Linked DNA regions of Oryctolagus cuniculus: region 2 is linked to region 1. The links are chromatin contacts, called in public Hi-C maps. All regions are on one chromosome and are shown on one strand. Each heading gives the region's core, a stretch centred on a gene start, on an enhancer-like site or on the middle of the called end of the contact. The rest is flanking DNA. Distances are from core to core; before and after follow the strand shown.

Region 1 (3,512 bases), core at 115-2,614:
GAAGCTGGCTAGGGGGTGTACATGGCAGCATATTATATTATTTCACCGCTTGAACTTTATCCCATAAGTAAAAGGTACAAAATCCAAAAAAGTCCCGACCTGTTATAACAATACACAGAGACTTCCTATTACATGGCAAAACACAGACTTCTTAACAGCTGAATCCCCTTGCTGTTAACATGACCCAATCTCAATTCTCTGCTACTTAAAAGTTTCATCAATCATCCCTCCTTCACCTCAGCTCAGTTGGCCCTCATTCAAGTCACCTAACCTCTAAAAGACCAGTTTCTGCGTCTGCAGACAGGACTACGCATGCTTTGCCCAGTCTACCTCCGATTTGCCCAGATAACGAACCAAAATAAAAACTGCAGAGCGGGATAATCGTTCTAGAAGTCCATATATTCACACATTGCCTTCTCGCGGCAAACTCGCTCCTGTGCTTATCGATTCTCTTCCTTGGCACTGCACCGACCCCGTTCCTCGCTGGAGCCCGCACCTCATTAGCCGCAGCACCTGGATCGCTCAGGCGAGGCCGCCCCCCAGCACCTGCCTTCTACACACCCCTCTCTCCAGTCTGCCTCTCTCGTCTGTCACCTCTGGGTACCCCTGTTGCAGCGGTTAACACCTCCGTCCTCCCGAGACCCCATGACTGCCCCCAGCCCCCTCCTACACCCGCCCTTTCAGCGCGGCCCCGATTGCCCGGGCAGGTCCACCGAGGCACACGAAGGCTGGCGGTCGCCAGGGGTGAGGGAGGGGAATGCGGAGTGCCTGCTAACGGGTACGGACTCCTACGGAGAGGGATCAGAGCGGCCGCTGCACGGCCGAGCGGGTCTACCTTGACTGCACTTGGAGAGGAGGGGTTGGACACTCTGTAAATTACGTCTCAGTAAAAGCTTGCACGTCAAGACCAAAAACCAAGCCAGCACAGTTGCTGCTCACCCTGCCCATCACACGCCCATTGGCCACATGCACGACGCCCCGTCTCCGGAAGCCTCGCCCTGATCTCCCGGACCCCCACCGCCCGCCCGGACTCCCTGCCCCTCTCCGGACGCACACAGCCCTCAGGGCCCGCTGCAGGGCGGCGAAGGGACTCGGAGCCTCGGGGCGGTCCAGTCCCGGCCTGGCGGGCGGCCGCCCCGCACCTCCCGCCGCCGGGCGGCCCCACCCGCTCCGGCAAGGGGCTCGCTGGCAGGGCGGCGCCGCCGGGGGCCGCGCCACAGCCCACCTGTCTCAGCCCGCTGGGAGCTCGGCTTCCAGCCGCCCGGACACGCAGGCAGGAGGCACCGGGGCTCAGGAGGAGCGCGATCACCGCCGCAGCGCGGGTGGCGCACGCCGGCTCAGGCCTCCATGTTTCCACGTCTCTGTGGCTGCGGATCCGGCTCCGGCTCCGGCTGCGGCTGCGGCTCGGCTCCCGCTGGGCTCCAGCCCGGGACGCGTCGGAACAGAGGCGAGGAGGCGGGGACAGAAGAGGGAAGCGGCGGCGGACGCGCGGAGGGACCGAACGGCCGGGCGCGAGCCAGCGAGAGGTCACGTGGCGCGCGGCGAGGGGGCTTGTGGGAAATGCAGTCCCGCGGGCGTTGCGCTCTGCCCACAGGGCGCGCGTCTCCCGGGCAACCGCAAAGCCGTGAGGCAGAATCCAGAAACCCGGAGCCCTCACCTCTTAGGTGCCGTCTACACCGCCTGTTCCGGAGCTTGCACTGTGTTAGCGCCGCTTTCACAGTCAAGTAACTCCCCGTGGCGCTCTGAAGAGTTGGGAAGCAGAAAATGGTGTTTCAGCTGTCAGAAAGGACAGGTCCCACAGGAAAGAGCAGCGATGTGGAGTAGTGCGAGACGTGGGATTTGACGTCTAAAGCCAGGATGTTGAAGTCTAAAGTGTTTTAAAACACTGAAAAGCGAAAGATGTATTCCAGGTGTCCGGTGTGGGTGGCAGGAACCCAAGTACCTGAACCACCACAGCAGCCTCCCAGGGTGCACATCAGCAGGAAGAAGCTTTGATTTACTGAGAGAGAGAGAATCTTCCATCTGCTGGTTCATTCCCCAAATAGCTGCAAATGCTGGGCAGTAGAACTCCATCTAGGTCTCCCGTGTGGGTGACAAGGGCCTCAGTACTTGGGCTGCCTTCGCAGTAGCAGAGAGCGGGACCAGAAGCGAAGCAGCTGGGACTTGCACCTGCACTCTTATGGGATGCCAGCGCCCCAGGTGGCGGCGGAACCCGCTGCGCCACAATGTCAGCTCCCCAGGCTGGATCTTAACTGCTGCACAAACCACAAGCCCTTACAAGCCCACATAGTAGCACCAATCTCCTTTTAGCCAGTACCTTGTGCTTCAATGTGTTTTCCTGTTATAATTCTGCAAGCTCAGGGATCTTACTGGCAGCCAATGCTCAAAAGGAGTAAGTGCTTAGTACTTAAGAGTGTATTGGCACGGGGTGATGTCTCCTCCATAGGGCTGTTTGGAGAAATAAACAAGAGAACAGCGCACAGCAGATACAAAGCACCCCTTAAAGTCAGTAGCAAATCATTACTGTAAAGTCCACAATCCCAAAGGGGCAGCCCCTTCCTCCTCCTCCTCCTCCTCCTCCTCACGTGTATATTTCAAGCGGGGAACCTGGCTGGGGCAGATAAAGTAAATGCCCAAGGACATCCGTGTGGCAACCTCCTGGCTTTTTTAAAAATATTTATTTATTTGAAAGGCAGAGTTACAGAGAGGCAGAGGCAGAGGCAGATAGAGAGAGAGAGAGAGAGAGAGTCTTCCACCTGCTGGTTCACTCCCCAGATGGCCATGACGGCCGGAGCTCTGTCGCTCTGAATCGGAAGCCAAGAGTTTCTTCTGAGATTCCCACACAGGTGCAGGGGCCCAAGGACTTGGGCCATCTTTAATTGCTCTCCCAGGCCATAGCAGAGAGCTGGATCGGAAGTGGAGCAGCCAGGACTCGAACCGGTGCCCATATGGGATGCACTGTAGGCAGCAGCTTTACCTGCATTGCCACAGTGCCAGCCCCCTCGCTTTTCAGTTTTTACACATCTACACAATTTGAATATATACATACCTTTAAACATATGGGCATGTGGGTGGGTATGTTATTTGACCTAATTCTCACAACTTTAAAGTGTTACCTCCATTTCATCCTGAAAACATAATGCGGAACGCCTTTTCTAAGTTACCAAGGGTTACTCAGACCCCCAAGCCCAACTCCATGAGTTCATCTTCTAGTAGAAACAATATTCATGTAATAGCAAAGTTCAGAGAATGGATTTTTTTAAAGATTTATTTAAAAGGTAAAGTGACAGAGATTTCTTTCACCTGCTGGTTCACTCCCCAAATGGCTGCAACTTCCAGGGCTGGGCCATGCCAAAGCCAGGAACCAGGAACTCCATCCTACTCTCCCACATGGGTGATAAGGGCCCAGGTGCTTGAGCCATCACCTGCTGCCTCCAGGGCACTCATTTGCAGGAAGCTGCATTGGAATCAGAGCTGGGACCAGACCCGGGGACTCCAACATGGGATGCCAG
Region 2 (3,515 bases), core at 824-3,323, 690 kb before region 1:
GTGCAGGGTCAGGATAGAGGGCGCTGTGGCTGTTCCAGGACTGATGGCTGCATGGCAGTCAGCTCCCACTAGGTGGCACCCACGTGCCATTCTGCAGGCTCCACAGTCCTGTTGGCCGTGAGCCGTCCCCTGGTCCCCAGTAGGTAAAGAGGTCTTTGCTGACTCCTCACCAGTGCTCTCCAAGATGATCTCCCTCAAGCTCAGGCCCTTCTCCCCCACAACCAAGGAGAGGGTGAAGGGGAGGCCACACACCGATGTAAGGAGTCCCTGCTGTGCAAGGGCCTGGCATTCCCCAGAGAGCCCCCATCCCTGGGAACCCACGGCCCAGGCGGATGGCTGCCCATGGGGTGAGGCGTGCCAGCCGCAATCCCCACACCCCCGGCTTCACTGACCTGCGGGAAGACACCCATGGCATGGGGCTTGGCAGCTAAGGAGTGCCGGCTTCCTCCCTTGCAAGGACAGGGGCTGGCACGGTGTGATTCCAGCCAGGGTCCACCTGACTGAGCTCACAGTGAAGGCAGAGGAATACCGCAGAAGGAGGTCCGGCCTGCCCTTGCACTGCCTCCCTCCCCTCTCCCACTACAGCCACTCCCCGCCCCCAGCCGCAACTGCTCCAGCCTGAGGTGGGGTGATGCGGTCACCTAGCGTCTGAGTGGTGTTCCACGGGCGTCTCGTCCCCCAACTCCCCACACATCCCCAGGTAACCCTGGGAGTCCCTGGAGCGCCAGGGCACAGGGGGCCTAGCGCCCTGCAGGAAGCTATGTCCCCACTCCACACGGCTTCTGTTTGTCTTTTAAGATTTATTTATTTTGGAAGAGAGTTAGAGAGAGGGAGAGACAGAGATATTCCATCCACTGGTTCACTCCCCACATGTACACAATTGCTGGGTCTGGGCCAGGCTGAAGCCAGGAGCTTCATCTGGGTCTCCCACGTGGGTGCAGGGGCCCAAGCACTTGGGCCATCTTCTGCTGCTTTTCTAGGCCATCAGCAGGGGCTGGTTTGGAAGTGGAGCATCCAGGACTTGAACCAGTGCCTGAATGGGATGCCAGCACCACAGACAGCTTAACCTACTGTACTACAGCGCCAGCCCCTCCATAGAGCTTTTGTGCCTTGCACAGAGCTCAGGTGAAAGGCATCGTTTGCTGTGAATTCTCCAGTGTCTGGCCCAAAGCTTTCTATTGGGGCGTATTTTGATCATTTTCCTATAGATAAACATTGCGTCCGCCGTCTTCGTCTGATAATGGGAACAACATAGCTGACTTCTCTTCTTGCCTTCCTGTTAGAAAATTTGGAGAGTTCATTCTGTGACTTTTGGCAATGAGTTATTAGCTCACTGTTGCCCGGTGCAGTCCAGTCCTGACCTCCAAGCTGGCGCAGAGCTGAGCAGGGGTCACCTGTGAGCCCATCCTGGCAACTGTAGCAGGCAGGGCGCCGCCAAACGACACATCGAGGTCACGTGGGGTTTCTCCCAAAGCACTCCCTGCAGAAGGTCCCGGAAGACCCACCTCTTTCCCCTGTCCAGGATTAAAACCGGTGTCAGGTACGGGAGCTGCCTTGGTCCTCCAGCAGGGGGCACTGCTGCTGTGCGGGAACAGGGATGGTGGCTGGGGTTGAAGTCGCAAGTGGAGCCGCTGCAGCCCGGTTCCCAGCCCTGCAGACTGGAAGGAGTGACTCTGTCGCTCCCTGGAGCCGTGTCAGCTCTGTTGCCAAGTCTCGAGGAAGCTCTCAGGATATGCTAACTCACAGGCCTGGATCTATTAAAATATCCTGACGTGCCAAGGCAGAGAGTCAGGTAAAGATGGAACCTCCCCTTGCACCCACGGGGGTGTGGCCTGGGTTCGTTGAGTCCATCCGTGTTGGTCAGGCCCCTTAAGGAGAATTCAGCAGTGAGCATCGTGCGCCGACAGTAGCCGGCATTCACCGAGGGCCCTCCGGGCTGCAGGGACGGGGGCAACGGCTGCGTTTCCTCCTCTGGCCCTGGCTTTGCCTCCCTGGTGCACTGTCCTGAGCCCTGATTGGGCAGGCGGCCCCTTCTCAGGCCACCCCACTGTCCCTGCCCTCTCCGCTTCACTTTCCACTGTCTCCTCCCCATGCGTTGCGTCACACCTGTGCTGGGCTTGTGTCCGGATTCTCCCAGCTGAGTGTAACTCCTCCGTGGACACACTCGGGGACCCCTGATTGGACTTGCACCCTGCTCCCTGGTCTAGAACGTGTGCCTGCGTCACAGGACCCGACGTGCATCCAGCTCTGTCTGAGCGCCCATTGTGCAGATCAGAGGACTGAAATCAAATGCACACAGCTTTTTTTTTTTTTTTTTTTTTTGACAAGCAGAGTGGACAGTGAGAGAGAGAGAGACAGAGAGGAAGATCTTCCTTTGCCGTTGGTTCACCCTCCAATGGCCACCACGGCCGGCGCGCTGCGCTGATCCGAAGCCAGGAGCCAGGTACTTCTCCTGGTCTCCCATGGGGTGCAGGGCCCAAGCACTTGGGCCATCCTCCACTGCACTCCCGGGCCACAGCAGAGAGCTGGCCTGGAAGAGGGGCAACTGGGACAGAATCCGGCACCCCGACCAGGACTAGAACCCGGTGTGCTGGCGCCGCAGGCAGAGGATTAGCCTATTGAGCCGTGGCGCCGGCCACACACAGCTTCTAAACGGAGAGTGGGGATAAGAGCGGGGCAGTCTGCGCGGAGGGCAGAGACGGAGAGCAAGTTTGGGGTGAATGCCGTTTCCGTAATGAGAGCAGGAAAATAGGGAGCATGTTTTCACTCTGCTGCTAAAGGCCATAAACAGGCCAGGGGCAGAGAGAGAGCCCTTGGAAGGAGGGTCTTTATTCTGGTGAGACAGGTCTCAAGTGGCACTCCCTGACCCAGGACCCCACCTGGGAGGACCCCTGTGTAGCCACCTCCCCCACCGAGAACTTCCTCCCTCAGGACAAAAATAGGTGCCCCCCCCCCCCCAGGAGCTCGGCAGTCCCTAGCTTCCTGTCTGAAGCCTCCAGGTAGCAGGGCCCACTGGGAGCAGGCGACGTGCTCCTGGAGACGAGCCTATTTTTATTCCTGCCGCCTGTGAGTCCTTTGTATAGCGACGGTTATTCTGGGGTGAAGACGTTAGTTGGTGACCACCGGGGAGGTTCCTTGGGAAGAGGCACCCGGCCCAGTCTGGATGGGATCCCCCACCGGTCTCTTTCTCCTGCCACTTCCATGGCAGGGGGCGGGGGGGAGGGCAGGAGCAGGAAGCCAGGACTAGTGGGAGCAGGCATGGGGCTGGCTCCACCATGTCCAGGATACCGTGTGACAGCCTCACAGACCCAGGACACGGCTGCGGCCTTAGGCACCGGCGAACTACAGTGTAGAGTGTAAGCCGCCCCTCGGCCTGTTCTTACACGAGGTTTTATTGGCACATAGCCACACCCGTCGCTTTGTTCACCATCTAGGGCTGCATTTGTGCCACAGCAGCAGAGTGGAGTGGATGCAGCGTGGACCTTTTCACCTGCAAAGCTTGGAATATTTATGGT

Evidence for each region. Hi-C and Micro-C count contacts between places; a contact is called where the count stands out from the background.
Region 2: a Hi-C map of an unstated tissue shows a contact between it and region 1, with 3 times the contacts expected there. The contact joins the enhancer-like site here to the promoter of DYM in region 1. A contact is called at or near these places in 2 of 6 Hi-C or Micro-C datasets (ear pinna and an unstated tissue).

What each region holds. Positions count from the first base shown.
Region 1 is chr10:28,464,540-28,468,051 of mOryCun1.1, reverse strand. It overlaps DYM (dymeclin), which reads right to left and starts at 1,364. Exons shown (of 18, transcript XM_051851233.2): 1 at 1,226-1,364.
Region 2 is chr10:29,158,854-29,162,368 of mOryCun1.1, reverse strand. The region is part of intron 6 of CTIF (cap binding complex dependent translation initiation factor); the gene reads left to right. Among named protein-coding and RNA genes, the nearest start is that of CTIF, 130 kb to the left of the region's middle. Within about 2 kb of position 2,073, at least 1 of the 8 cell types and tissues checked has an H3K27ac peak or open chromatin away from gene starts, as enhancers often do.